Linked DNA regions of Gossypium hirsutum: region 2 is linked to region 1. A link is a contact called in public Hi-C data. All regions are on one chromosome and are shown on one strand. The core of a region is the stretch at or near the end of the contact, and the rest is flanking DNA. Distances in the headings are between cores, read along the strand shown.

The links. Hi-C and Micro-C count contacts between places; a contact is called where the count stands out from the background.
Region 2: a Hi-C map of leaf shows a contact between it and region 1, with 4 times the contacts expected there. The contact joins the promoter of LOC107922165 here to the promoter of LOC107940932 in region 1. A contact is called at or near these places in 14 of 34 Hi-C or Micro-C datasets (anther, callus, hypocotyl and 3 more).

The regions. Positions count from the first base shown.
Region 1 is chrA02:104,887,894-104,895,809 of Gossypium_hirsutum_v2.1, forward strand. It overlaps LOC107940932, which reads right to left and starts at 3,006. Exons shown (of 3, transcript XM_016874398.2): 1 at 2,305-3,006; 2 at 1,397-1,584; 3 at 1-490. The coding sequence starts at 2,929. LOC121209388 (a long non-coding RNA gene) reads left to right here and starts at 5,266. Exons shown (of 2, transcript XR_005904514.1): 1 at 5,266-5,389; 2 at 5,686-7,440. It overlaps LOC121209385 (a long non-coding RNA gene), which reads right to left and starts at 7,454. Exons shown (of 2, transcript XR_005904510.1): 1 at 7,251-7,454; 2 at 6,736-6,955.
Region 2 is chrA02:105,082,889-105,090,804 of Gossypium_hirsutum_v2.1, forward strand. It overlaps LOC107922165 (zinc finger CCCH domain-containing protein 40), which reads right to left and starts at 3,658. Exons shown (of 5, transcript XM_041080049.1): 1 at 3,475-3,658; 2 at 2,919-3,089; 3 at 1,838-2,107; 4 at 1,039-1,262; 5 at 1-930. The coding sequence starts at 3,023. The coding sequence ends at 18. It overlaps LOC107922450 (probable amino-acid acetyltransferase NAGS2, chloroplastic), which reads left to right and starts at 6,046. Exons shown (of 10, transcript XM_041080058.1): 1 at 6,046-6,591. The coding sequence starts at 6,226.

The DNA.
Region 1 (7,916 bases), core at 1,756-4,255:
TGTAGTTTATTGGCATGTCGTCATCATCATCCTCAAGATCACTGAATGAAACATCCTCATCATTTCCAAGAGGGATGGTGGTAGCACTTGTGCCAACTGCCTCCGAAGTTTCCTCTTTTAACCAGTCATCAGCATCATCTTCAAATTTCTCGATAGAAACTTCAGAGGAAGCAGATGTTGAATGTTGATGTTTGACTTCTTTCTTTGGCTCTTCATCAATGACAGACTTGTCAACAACCTGCATCTCAGTAGTCAGAACTGGGTGCTTTTCTGTTGCAACTTCAACAGCTACAGCAGTAGCGGCTGCTTCAGTTCCAGATTCATTAAATGGTGTTGGCTTAGATTGAGCGGGAGAAGGCACAGAAAGAAACTCTTCATGTGGTAAATCAGCCTTTATATTTGAAGTGCCACTTTCAGAATGTTCTTCTTCCATCTTAGCCTTAGATCGGTTCTGTATCCCTTGCATTAACATTGCTCTTGCTTCATCTATCTGCATGCATGACAATCAACAGTTAGAAATCCAGAAAGGGAAAGTGGAACAGAGGGGCGAAGGAAGGTGAATCACAAAGAAAAGCACAAGCAATCATTCCCTTCATTCCATATTAAAATTTTAACTGCAAGAGTTAAAAACTTTTGGGTTATATTTCAAGGAAATGACATGAGTAAGAAATGAGAATGTTGGTAGAAGGTCAAACAAGAGATCTGAAAAGAAACCATGATTAGGCTTTGTTTACCATTGAGGTTGAACAGCACCTTTCAACCCGAACCTTGATTTTAAACCAAAAAAGTTAATAAACAAGCAGGCTTACAAACCTTGATTTTAAATTCGGATTTTAGCCCAAGTCAAAAAGCCAAAATTTTTAGCCTTTTTGCTTTTAGAAAAGTGGTTTTCAATGAAATTACCTTTTTATCTTTAATATATTTCACAACATCATGTCTAAAATTGATAATTTATCTTCTCAATAACACTTTTTGACAGCAATGTTAAACACTATCAAACTTTTCAAAAACACTTTGTAGAAGCACTTTTTCACAACAAATTTCAATCTCAATGGCAAACTAGCTCCTAGACAAAGATAGCCACTGCAAGGAAATGCACACCTAATAGAATGATAAGACCAACTTATACACTAGCACTCCTTTTTCAAAAGAGAGAATTGATGAAAATGGCACTCAAGTCTGAAAATGAAATTCATAAAACTTGATGAGCTTCTATTACCAAGTGCACTTAAGAATTTTCAGTATTTAATTAATTTGTTAATATTAGTTTTATTCTCATTTCATATCTGCCGTAGATGAAATTCCTTAAGTGAATCCTCAAAAACATAATACACAACACCTTGGACCACAAAGAATGTGGGACAAATCAATGAAGAAAAAGGACCCACAAACTTACTTGGGAAGTAGACAGAAGTTCTGCATCTTGTTTATTAAGCCGAGGATGAAGAAGTACAAAATAGATCTTCCAAAAGCAACCCTCACTCATATATCCTGGGCAAAGTTCAATCCTAAGAGCAGCCAATCTTGGTGCAAGACGTTCAACAGCTAAAGCATGTTCTTGTTGCTCATCAGACATGTCAAAATCTGAAATTTCAAAACAATATAAGGATGAGAGAAATTAGCCAGATTCATACCACATCTCTGAACTAAGGGTACAGCAGCCCTTACGGAAAACCAATCTAACATATGCACAAAGTAGTGGTACTGAAATATCCCCTAAAACGCGCTTCAAAGTTCAAATAATACACAGAAATATATGACAAAAAACTCATGAGCATCACCAAGCAGCAGAGCAAATTATTATCAAAATATAACAGAAACAAGTACCAGCTCATGCTCCTAAGATTTCACTCACCTATAAATTTATTGCATTGAATGACAAAGCAATTCTCATCATCATAATTATATATAACCTATAAATACACAATTATACACATAAAGGCATAAAATAAGACACGTGGACAGTTTTGACAGTACAGGGTTTGTTAGTGAAATCTCATAGAGATATCAAACATCGGCCGATCGAGAAACCACAATGCAAAAGGCAATTGAAAGATCCGTCGTAGCAACCATAAAGTATCAAAATGTAATTTCATTCTATTATCCAGTCCACTGATTTCAAAAGATATATAGCATTCGATAATCAATTATCAACTATGCATTACTAAATTAAGGAATCAGAGATTTGCAAAAAGAATTGCACATTTAAAAGAAAAACAGTTGAAGGTACCAATGAATGAACAAGAAGTGAGCTAATTTAATTTAAGCACATTAGTGTACAAAATAAGAAATCAAGTAAATTACCATCAAAACCATCATCATCGGGCACCGGAAAATCAAGCCAAGTCTCTGGATGCATCGCGAGATCCCTCGCGAACGCGACCACTTCTTCGGTCACACCAACAGCGATTCCACTCTCGTATGTTTCAACACCCTCACCTTCGGATCCAAACTGAAGGAAATTCGAAGCGATCTTAGTGAACTCCGAGACATTCATATTATTAGACAGCTTCGAGATTCCAGTCTTGAATCTCCCACCGATCTCAGATAAATCGCTACGGATTCCCGCTATCAATGCCTCATCCGACGACTCATCCGTATCATCAGAAGACGGCGGTGGCCGGAGAGAGTTTTCCTCCTTCTCAGCCGCGTGATCGGGCTGCTGCTCCGATGATTCCGGAGGAGGAGGAGCGAAGAAGGAAGCAACACCCCAGAATTGACGAGATAGGGTTTTGGTAAGCTCGGATAGGTCTTCTTTGACGCCACGTGGAGTGTTGGGATCCGATGATGAATGGGAATGAGAAGGAGAGGCTTGGTTAGGATTCGGATCGGATTCGGGTTTCGGATCCAGCGCCGCATTGGTCCGATCGTCGTCGTCGTCGTCGTCAAGCTTGAGCGAGTTAGCAATCGATCTAGCTAACCACGACATTCTTTTTCCCTTTCTTTTTTTTCCTTTTTCTTTTTCCTGTTCTTAAATTTATAATAATTATACTTTGTATTGTATATTTGGAAATGTTTATTAAAAAATATTATAATAGACGGAGGTGACAATATGAGCCATAAACGACAGCGTATTTGGTAGGGTCCTAAACGGCATCGTTTGGGTACACTTATGGGTACTGACGGTGTATCCCTGTACCATATTTCTAGAACTACATAATCTAATTTGGTTGATTTTTCCTTATAGAAAATTTTGGGGATTATAGATTTTTTTTTTTGCTCCTCAGTGTTTTATTTTTGGTATTAAAAAGGATTAATATCATTAAAATATTTTTAAATCATAATCTATGTCGAAACTATCTTTATTTTGAAAAACGGGAATCAACTTAAAAACGAAAATGGAATCGCTACCAATTTTTTTTCAAAGTGTGATCGGACCACCTTGAGGTTGGTCATTTTAATAAAACATTTTTGATTTATTAAAACAACGATTTGGTCTTCAAAACTAAAAAACGGGTCCGAGAGCCGGTTATGTGCGAGGAAAGGTTAGCACCCTCGTAACGCCTAAAATTGATACCTAATTGATTAATTAATGTCCTAACGTTGAAAATTTAAAAAGATTTTAAAATACGATCCTCTTATTTAAAAGAACACCTGAATAAATCAAATTGGATGCTAAGACCCTCTTATCTCGAAGAAATAAAATGTTACACCCAGTGAGTTAGGATACGACATTTCAAATCCTCGAAATTAAGCTTGTATTTTGATTTTTAAAACTCATGCACTTAAGTTTAAAAAAAATTAATTATTTGAGTCAAATGAAAATTCGGAACCCAGTAAGTTAGGATACAATTGCTCAAAATTCCAAACGTAGAATATTGCCTTTATTTCTAAAAATCCTTATCTCGAGATAACGAAGAGTTAGGATACAACACTTCAAATTCTCGAGAATAAGCTTTTATTTGAAGCTTATACGTTTAGATTGGAGAAGGGTATTCGGTTATTTAGACTCAACGAGGAAAATTGGAACCCAGTAAGTTAGGATACAATCCTCTCGAAGATTCCAAATACCGAGTATTGCCTTATTATTTTTTAAAAGTTTTTTGGATTTGGGGGAAAATTGATACAATATTAAAATGATGCATAAAAAGCATTAATGAAAAACGACAATATGAAAATATAGATAAATAGCTTATAGAACACAAAATGACAATAAACGCATCATATACATTATGTAAGAAGCTAACATCAACAATCAAAGACAAATGACTTAAAAGACATATATAACAAGTTAAAAAACAAAGCAAGTCGAAATAGAATGTAAAAATAATTTAAAAATGATAATAAATGAATTTATAACATATAATGTGAGAAAATAATTTAAAAATCAACAAAATACAAAATAAATCAAAAATAGACGATATATCACAGAATTTAAAATAATATATATAAGTTTAAAATAAACAATATATAAATAAACTCAAAACAAACAATATATGAAATAATTTGTAATAATATAAAATAAAACATTATATAAAACGATATAAAATGAATAATATATAAGATAATTTAAAGTAAAATATATAAAACTCAATTAAGATAGAATTATTTAAAATATGTAATATCAAAAATAATAAAATAAAATTGCTTGAAATCAATACTACATAAAAAAAATTGAAATAAGTAAATAAAATACAAATTTGCAAAAGGGATGAAAATAAAATAAATCTCTATACAGAATGATAAATAAATAATCAAGCGAATAAATACTAAATATTAAGCAAATTAATTTAATAGTATAATGATAATAATAATAGAAGTAATAATAATAATAATAACAATAATAATAATATAAAAAATGTCCAATTAATCAATTAAATAATAAAGTAGCAAAATAACTAAAAAAAAAGGACCAAATTGAATTTAAAACGAAAGTTTGGGGCGAAATAAAAAATAAATAAAAGGGAAAGGATCGGATTGCAACGCGCAATCGAAATGGAGGACCAGGAAAGTAAATATCTCCTCCCTCCAAAACGCATCACCTTGCGTTAGGCCAAATTAAAACAGAAGGAAAATTATAGGGCCAAATTAGAAATAAATAGAACTTAATCGCAAAGCTATAAAAAAGAGGAAAGGTTAAATGCGCAATTAGCCCTTCCGATTAAAAACACGCGGATCATAAGCTGGAGCGGGTCGGGTCAGACGGGTCAAGGGCAAAACGACGTCGTTTTGGGGTTTAAAGACCCAGGCCAAAACGACGCCGTTTTGGCCCTCTAGTTAAGCAAATTTTTCAACAAAAATTTCACTTTTACACCTGTTTAAAAAAAAAAACCTTCAAAAATCCTCTCAACCCTCTCATTTAGCTCCTATTCCGATTAGAGGTCCGGCCATCCTCCGGCGTCGTTCGCCGCCATCAGCGTCGCCGTGCACGGCGGCCTTCGCCCAAAAGGTATTTTTTTTATGTATTTGTATATATACATATATTTTTTAAGGAAAAAATAAAGAAAAATAAATAAATAAATAAAAAGAAAAACTAAAAAAACATAACTTAAAAAACTAAAAAAACATAACTTACGTTTTATTTGTTTCTTTTTTCGATTCAGCTTTGCTATTTGATTCTTGATTTGCGATTGAAATTGTTGTTTTCTTATTAATCTCTTCGTACCAAAAAAGAAAGGGTCCCCTTTACACTGTTGAGAATGGCTTTATATAGCCTAAATTACAACCGTTTTTGAACTATTGCAGGTTGTGGGTGGTGTGGTGGACGTGGGCACTGACATGGTGCGGACGTGGCCGGGTTGGAGCAGCGCACAACGCGGAGGGGCGCGCGATGTGCGGCGCCTGGAGTTGACTTGCGGCGCAAAGGGTGTTTGGGGTTAGAGTTAAGTTTTGGTTGCGTCTGATTAATTTGGGGTTTGGGTAGTGATTTGGGCCTGGGCAATTGGGCGGAATTATTTTGTAATTTATTTTGGGCTTTTACTTATTAAGGCCCAGTCAAATTTGGGTATTTACAATCTAGATTTTATTTTGATAATTTACGTTTACATCATAGATAAATACCTTATACAAAATAAACAAGGGGCAATCACTTATCAAATACAATGAAGGATTAACACACCATTAAATTAAGGTCTAATTATAAGATTATTATGGCTAATTCTTATGAAGACAATACTGCATGACAAGTAAGGACACTTACACCCTTGCCCATTACATCGAGATCCATATGAGGAGTCATTAATAAAACAATACATCTTCCAATCATATTCAAAAATATATCTTCTAAAATTTTTATGACTTAGCTAATGCCCTGAGGGCTCTATCACATAAAGACATTTGTGTGGCAAGGGATTAGCCCAACTCGATCACTTCCTTCCCTAACACACTTCTTACACTATATTCCCATCCTAAACCAATGGGTGGTTTGGGTGTCAATGATCTCCTCGCCTAGGACAAAAGCTTGCATTTTGAGCAACATTTGGATGTTGCTTACATGGGCACGGATTGAGGCTTATATACTAAATAGCAGGAACAATAATGAAGCTACATGTCTAACAAAGATGTAGCTAGAGTTGAAAAAGGTTGCTAGAGCTTAAGAAGTGTTGCTGCCTCATCTATACAACAGCAAGGAGATGAATTGGTATGGAAGTGACTTGGGATGCTTACATATATTTATTATGCTAGAATTTTGATTTCTCCAATGTCTTGTGCCTAATTTCGTTCTAGTTGAAGAAATTTGATTGGTCAAAAGCAATGGAGAAAAAGAAAGGAGAGAGAAACAAAAAAATAGGAAAATTAGAATTGTAATAGCCCAATTTTACCTGGGCTTTTAATAAAATTTATCAGTCTAAGTTTTTTAAAAAACGGGCCCAAACCCTAACCCAAAAAAATAGAAGGCCCATGGCCCAAAACTTAAACAAAATTTTCGGATTGGAAAACCCTAGCCCCTAGCCTTTGCGCCACGAAGCTCCTCACGTGGTGTCAGCACCTTCTCCACTGCAATGCTGCCACAGACCTGCAAACAAGCGAAAACAGACACAAAGAAGACCAAAGAAGCAGCAAAAGCAAACAAGGCATAAATATATTATATTTTCTAGCTATATAAGCCGAGAACACCAATGTAAAAGGGGGGGATAAAAAAATCAATAAAAAAGCTTGAATAGAAAAATAGAAAACAGTTTTCAGAAAGTGATTTCTATTGCTTTGATCTATTTCATCTATTTTCTTTTGTTTTGATTTTCTTTTATTTTTTATTTCTTATATATATATATACAAAAATAAAAGAAGAAAAAGAAGGAGAAGAAGTTTACCTTTTTATTCGCTTGAAAGTGGAGGTTTTTTGGCTCTCCGACCGCTGTATACTGTGGCGCCGACAGCGGCGCGTGCAGTGGCAGATTATACCGGAGCAAGGCCTAAAATCGCCTAGGTGGAGCAAAGGAGGAGAGTTTTTTTTGTGTGTGTATGTGTTTTTTTTTGTTTTGTTTTCAAAGGACAAAATAATTTTTTTAAAACAAAAATTGGTTTAAATAACCTTTGTAAAACGGCGTCGTTTCACTTAAGATTTTAAAGTACAAAACGGCATCGTTTTAAAGGGAGACCCGCGCGAGTGACCCAACACGGGGAAGGATCCGCGTGTTTTTAATAAAGGGGAAATTTTCTCCCTAGGTCCTTCCACATTTTTATTGCTATGCAACCTCGTCCTAGTTATATCTTTCTTTTATTTTTTTAATTTGGCCTAAAAATTTAATCGTTGTTTCAATCTGGTCCTTGAAGCTTTTTAAATGTGTACATTGGGACGGTGTCGTTTTGTGGACATGGGAATTTTTCTCATTTAGTCCCTGTATCTTTGCGCGTGTTCCATCCTGGCCCTTCAGTCTGTTATTTTTATTTTTATTTTTAAATCTATACTTAAATTTCTTTAAATTATAATTTAGTGCTCAACCCACTAAATGAGAAATTTTATTTAATTATATACT
Region 2 (7,916 bases), core at 2,408-4,907, 200 kb after region 1:
ACAGTACGGGAAAACCTTCATTGCTGAGAAGATCCAGATGCAGCAGCAGATGGGACGGGCACTGGTGGTGGTGGTGGTGGTGGCGGGGCAGAACCTGATGAAGTAGATGCTGGTGGTGGTTGCACGCTTGTTGAAGCTGGTCCACTCACAGGTGGTGGAGGTCTTGATGGTCCAGAGTGTTGATAATGTTGAGGTGGGCCTCGAGGTGGAGGCATTGCTGAATGGTATGGTGGATACTGTTGATAAGGTGGCATTGGTTGCATGTACCTGTATGGCGGATAATGTTGATGAGGATATTGTCCAGGTGGAGGCGGCGGCATACCTTGGTAAGAATAGTGTTGTGCTTGTTGTTTATCTGACCCAGGTTTGTTCTCCCCATCCTTAGACGGAACCAGAGCACCCATTCTTTGAGGGTCCATTGATGGATAGTAGGCTCTATCTATCTGAGGTGGAGGTGGGATATTAAAGTACTGCATAGGTGGTGGTTGGTCGTGCATGCCAGGTCCAGATGGCTGGAATTGATTCTGCTGCTGAGATATTACTGCCCGGGGCAACATTCCGCTATGAGCCACTGCTGCTTGCTGCCTGGATCCATCGGAGGTTTCTGACTCAGGCCTTGGAGCTTGGGGCTTACCCCACATTAGCTTCAGCCTAAGACCCTTTATGACTAGCTTGCTAGAAAGCTCTTCTGCAGCCTTCTCAGCTCCTTCTCTGGTTGTGTATGTAACAAAGGCGCATGCCTTGTCAAGGACCATCTTTATCGATTCGATTTCACCATGTGCATAAAAGTTATCCCTTAAATCTTGCTCGGTGATCCTTTTATCCAGCCCTCCCACATAAAGGGTTTTAATGCTTTCATCCTCAGGCGCTTCCAAAGAAGGCATTTCACCAGCCTTGTTAAGTAGCTTTAGTGCCACTGGATCATTCACCCTGCAAATATTTAGGGGAGGAAATAGAGACAAACAGTCATTCGCAATATTAAAATTTTTATCACTAGCAAAATATAAAAATAAAAACAAAAATCAAAACCGAGCTTACCCATAGTAACGGTCTTTTATATTTTGCTGGGACAACTCCCCAGCTTCCGGCATCTCATGCCTATAAGGGCACTCAGCACCTCTTGTACATTCACCCCGCACATAGAAACTGCAAATATGTGCTCGGTTTCTCTTGTAGTAAGGTGTTGTTCTCTGAAGCTTCAGAATAGTGTCGTTTGGACGTACCTTGCCATATGAGGATTCGTAATCTAGACCAGCTCTCGCCTGCAAGCCACAAATATATTTAACTAAGGATAAAGAGTGAACAAAAATAGAAAATAAGAAATCATAGCCATCTAAAACAAATAAATTAGGCACACTTAAAACCATCAACTTATATAGAAGATTACGAATCAACAAAAAAATGAAGAAAAGCTGTAACATCTTGTTATAAACATCATAACAAATTTATTCTCGTAACATGTGATAGTAATTAGTAAGTAAAACTGAAAATCCATGAACCCAAAAAGCAGTGAATACCCCAAACTCAAAGCCTCGCATGACCTAAACTCTGGCTACTAAGAGGAAATGGAGGAGAGATAGGGATATCATATCAACTGAAAAAAAATGTAAGATGCACTTGTGTACTTCGCATGTATATGACAGAAATGCAAAGTGTCGTTATAGCAAGTATGTAATGCCAAGTCCACATGATTCAGCAACTGCAATGACAGTAATAATGACTATATTCTAAAAAGTAAACAGTTTACCAGGATGTTGCTTGAAAATTTTCATACGACACCTTTAATTTCTTCATAAAATGATGCTAAAAGATAACTGTTAAGCATGAAGCTACATACCCTCCTGTCATGCTCCTCGGCGAAATACTCTCTATTGACATCACTCTTTGGAATGGCATCATTGGAGTTTATACTTAGAGCAGTATCCCGAACTTGAACTGGCAATCCATATTCAAGATCTAAAAGGCAGACTTGACACACATTTTTCAACTTACTGCAAGTCTGACAAACCTCAGTTTTCTTATACCTTGCATCACGACCAGGTCTCCACCTAAAGACTGTAAATGGCCGTGTACAAATCTTGCACTCCTTATCATAATCAGCTTTAGTCTGTAGTCAAAGTGTAAAGAAGCCCATAAGAGTAAACACAGAAATTTTTATTATTGAAGAAACAAAAGGATATTTTGTACTATGAATACCACGGTGAATCTATAGGTTTAGAACCATAGTCTAACAGACTTAATATATCATAATCCCTTCTTGCTGCTTATTTAGATGCTGATTTGTGTTATTATCTCATCCATTGTAACAGAGAAAATACAAAAGGTTAGAAAATTTTCAAATATGTCCCATTAGTATTACCATTAATACCTATATGCCAGTGTACATGTTGTTTTGCATACAGAAAATCCATTTTGAAGAATCTTATCTCAAGTTTAGCTAAGGTTATAGAAGTCATAGAACTGGAAGCATAAAAAAATGTAGGAATAAAGAATATAATAAGTCTAGTAGATCTTCTCATTATTAGAAAGTTGCAAGAGTAGAGAGACAAGCACAGTCAAAGAACAAGCCTTAGACTCAAACTTGATAATCCATGTCTACATGAAAATGTCCTTCCAACTGTATTTTGATTTACTTATTCTACATTTTCACCTCCAAAAAAGAGAGGCTCGACCATGTTATAGAAAGTATTGCCATATTTCACAACTCTGCTCACATCCACAAACATGATGGTTAACGTATATAGATATATGACTAAAAGCACAGCCAAAAATATAAACAAAGACAGAAACCATATTGATTTAGTTACAGAAAACTTGACTTTACAGTTCCCATATAAAAAATACAATTTCAGATCCATAAATAGGGGCTGGCCTCTAGAGTGAGTGAGAGAGAGTATTAAAGAGATAATGATTAATACCATTCGGACATATGGATTGTCACCAAGGCATGACTCGCAAATGATAGGAAAATCAGAGCGTTCCCAGCCGTCCGCCTCATGATCTCTTAACAATCGGTGTGCCATCGAATACTTCACACAAGCTCGTGTAGCTATTCAGAGCCTTTAATTTGCACTCTATTTCCTTTATTCCTACCGCAAGTGAATATAAGAGACAAACACAAGAACACCATATCAAAATCTGATTTAACATAAATACAATTATAGAAACACAAAACATAAATACGTGAACCTTTAGCAGATCTTTCTTATTTAACATAGTATTTATCATTAGAACATTTTAATTTTTTTTTTCATTCAATTGCTATAAACCCTACCGACTCAAATAAACGATAATTTCACGCATCAAACTATTTGGAAAGAGTTTCAAATTTGTAATTTCATTTTTTCTCGTCTTTCCTACTCAACTGATCAAACTAAAATCATATAAACACCAGATAGAACAAGAAAATCACAAAAGAAAATGACAAATGTTTAAAAGGACATCAAAAGTTGAAATTGAAAGTCTAGAAAGTACCTGAACCGCTATCGATAAGGTGGACTAGTAGAACCGCCGGTTGCGACTGCACGCTGGCGATTAACAGTCAACGGTAAAAGAGATCGGAGAGTAGAACCGAGAGAGCTCTCGCAGGGCCGCCGCGAGGGAGGGAGGGATAAGGATTCCTTTACGCACTTGATTTTTCTTTTTCTATTTTATTAGCGGTTTTTTTTTTAATTTCTTTCAAAGATTTCGTGTTTGGACTCGGAATGGGCCCTGACAAAGCCCAAGTATCTCACCGCCTTCTGCTTTACTTGTGTCATGCTAAGCCCAATGATTAAGCCGCTAAAGAAAGCCCCAAATGCATAGATTTTAGGTTAAAATGTGCTTCAAGTCCCTAACTCTTAGTACATTTGAAATTTAGTCCTTATATTTTTATTTCTAGAAATTTAGTTCATCTTCTTTTCGAATTTAAAAATCCAAGTCTGAGCTTAACTACTTCCCATAAAGTTGTAAACAATTAGATTTTATTTATCATATTAAAAAATTATTTAAGTACTTTCAATAGAAGAACTCATATTTAAATTTTGAAAACAATATTGTTACAAGAAACAACAATGAACCCTAAAATGATTAGTCTATATAAATAATAAAACATATATGAATGTGTTGAGTAATATTTTGCCTGTGTCTTATTGATATGAATATACAAGTATTTATATATGTTGTTACTATTACCATTACAACTCATGATAGGACCTTATTATTTTGTCTTAACTTTGCTGCCTCCATTATTGACATTCTTTGCGAGCTCTAGGTTTGTTGGGCATGTGTCTACAGAGCACGCAGTCCTTTCTGTTCTGAGACTGGCGTTCAAAGCGAGCTATGTACCTATTGGATGCGTACTTGGGTGGCCTGTGGAGCACGTGACACTTCCTACGAGTTCCTTGGGTACATATGAGGTGAGATTGTGACCTTCCCTAAGTCCTCACGAGCTAGGTCCGTAACCTTATCTTGCGAGTTGTACCTACGATTTTGCACTATAAATTAGCGCAAGGTTCCGACGAGCTGGGTTGCCTTGCTTTACGATCTAGTTCGCCTTATTGTCCTCTCGTGGTCAGGTCATGGATGGGAGACTAGGATTTTTTTTAGGGTTCGGGTCTCAACCTATTGACATATAACAATCTACGCCCCCCTAAAATGGGCTTAAGAGGTGTCATAAAGTGGCACTCCTTAAGTCCATCATATCAACATTAAATGCAACTTACTGGGCACGTTTGTGAGTAATTCTCATGTGTGCGTATCTAGTCATTGAAAATTGAACCATTTTCGTTTGTTCATATTTGGGCCGTTGATTTCCTTTAGTCACACGAATTGTCTAAGAGGCGAGAAGGGAACTTCTTCTTTAAAAGGATGTCTTTGAACCCTAAATCCCTCATATTCACCATAACTCAAGCAAAAGAAGAAAATATAAATTTTAAAATAAAAATCAATGTTTCTAAAAAATTTCCTTCGTCTTGATTGCAGAAAATGCTAAAGATGAAGGATTTATACATATATTAAAATATAATACATCAAAAACACTAAAAACATTGTTTCTCAATAAATTTAAAAATATATATATAGTTAAATAACACTAATATAGGTGCAACTTAACAAGCAAATACCTCTAAAATAGTAGCAAAATTAACAATAAAAAAAGAATTATACAATATCCAAATAATAATAACAAAATAGTAGCAACATAATACTGAAATGATAACAAAACAGTGAGAAAGCAATAAGAAAACAAAAGTTTTTTTTTTGGCAAATTCAGACTAGGGCCAGGCAAAAAGACCTTACATGAGGCCGAACCCGTTTTCTAAAGGAACTTTATTTTTTGTCTAAGTCCATTTTTCGAGCCTATATTTTTATCCAAATCCTTCCACTTTTCGGACGAACCCCGTGAACAATTTTAGTTGTAATTGAATTTATATTATATATTAAACTATTGATTGAGCATTAATTTAATTTTGATTATGTTTTATAAAATAAATTATATTATAAATTTTTTGTTATTTTTATATAAAATAAATAAATAACAAATATAAAATAAGAATGAAATCTATTATATTATAAAAGTTTAATGTTATCATTTCAATTAAAATTTTATTTAATTTTTAATAAATATATTTTTTTATAAACATAGTAATTCTACTATGATGAGAATATTCTTTTAATGATGAGAATATTATACTCAATTATTTTGTTATCAAAAAAATAGTAAACAAATTAAAAAAAATTCATTCAAGCGAAGCCTGAAAAGTTTTTTTTAGGGATATATTAAAATTTTATTTTTTTATAATTTATATATTTATAATTTTAAAAAATTAAATTAATTTTTTATAATTTTATTTTTATTAATTTAAAATTTTAAAAAATTTAAAAACCTAAATAATAATTTTCTACCACAGATTCGCCTTTGCATCCATTAACTTTAATAATTCTAAAAAAATAAAGTCTAAAAAAATTCCCAAAATAATGAGGCTAAAAAATTAAGTCATGGACGAAAATAAATAAAGAAAATAAACGGCATCCATGGCCATGGGGGCCACCATGTATTATTATTACATGAACTCAGAACAAGTGTGGGCTTAGATTCCCAGGTCGGTTTGCTTGTTTTTGTTTTTATTTTTGTCTCTCTTTTATAATTTTTTTTTTTTTGGTTCAAAGCCTTCTCTTTCACTATCCAGCCACCCACCTCTTCACACCGTTTAGCCGCGTTTTCTGTTTTTTTTTCCTGGTTCAACGATGGCGACAGCAGCTAAATCAAACCCTCATCATCAACCATGGAATTCCCGACAAGGAGTTTGCAGTTCATGTTGTAATAAACAGGGTTTTAAGGGTTTCGTAAGGTTCAAAAGGAGTATGTTCTTTAACCAAGGTTTTCAAGGGATGTTATCGAGATCGGTTGTTAATGGTGAAGCGAAAACCATCAATGTCTGCTGCTGCTGCTGCAGCTTGGAGAAGGTTTATGATGTGGCCGAGGAAGACCGGCGGTTCGTGGCGGCGTTGAGGGAGGCTCAGTCGTATGTTTATTTGCACCGAGGGAGCACATTTGTGTTGCTCTTGTCAGCTGAAATTGTCGCTAGTTCTTACTTGGATGCCATTCTCAAGGTATCTCAATTTCTTTCCTTTTCTAAAATATTGGGTAAATATATCTTGGTTAGTAGTTTTCTGCTATTTTATTAAAAAAAATTAATCTAATAAATGAGTAAATTAATATTTTCTATTAATAATTTTATTTATTTCTATTATTAAAATTTGATATGGTTGATGAAATAACTAAACAGTAATATCTGATATATTTTGTATATCTCATATTGGTATATAATAATTAATTTTTAACTGTCAAACTAGATAATATTTTTAAAAGAAAGACTAACTTACTTTTTATCTACATAGGATGATTTATTTAGTATTTTCAGTATATTTTTGGTTGTTTAAGTTAAAATAATATTCTGCATCCTTAAAAATATTAAAAAATAAATAAGATATTCATTTTTTAAATATGTTAATTTAAATTTGGTAACATATGAGAGAGAACTCGCTATTGGCAAATCTAATCACAAACTTGTGGTGGATAATGATTTTATTTCATTTTGGGTTAATTCCAATTAACATTCTCAAACTATAGTCTACATTGTAAATTGGTTCTAAAATTTTAAATTGTTCTAATTAAATATCAAAATATCAATTAGGTCCTTTTTTTTAATTTAGTGTTCGAGTGTTAAATGTTAGCTTAGATTTAATGAGAAAATTACTTTTTAATCCCTTTCCAAAATTAAAACATTCAAATTTATGTTTTTTTTAGCCAAATATTGTATCTTTGTTCCCTTTCAATGATTTATAAATTCACTTTAAGCGCCTTTAATAAAAAAAAAATTTCTAGGTTTTTCAACCAAAATTTTTATAAGTTTATCTTCACATCTTAAACAAAATTCATTACTTCACCTTAGTTTTGTTAGTAAATATACACATGTTTAAAATTTAATCCACGTATCCATGTATTTTTTTTCTGAGAAAATTCATGTGCTTTAAATATGTTCTACATTATATCTAAACTAGCATTTAAGGGCTTGATTGATATGATACTGAAGGTAAAAAGATCTATTCAGTTCTTCTCAATTTCGAAATTGAGCAAATTGATCTCTCTCAAAAAAATTAGAGCAATTTAATTCTTGTCAATTTTAAAAGTGAGCAACTAAGTATAATTAATCACAATGTTAATTTCTTTCATTAATTGTATATAATTTTTATTGGTATAGTAACTAATTTAGCCTTTGATGTTTACATATTTTGTCATTTTGGTTTTAATTCTAAAAAATTTAACAAATTCAGACTCAATATTTACACAAATGTTGTGAGTCCTAACTTTGTTAAATTAGGATCAAATTGATAAAATATGTAAACTTTGAATGCTAAATTTATTATTATACTAA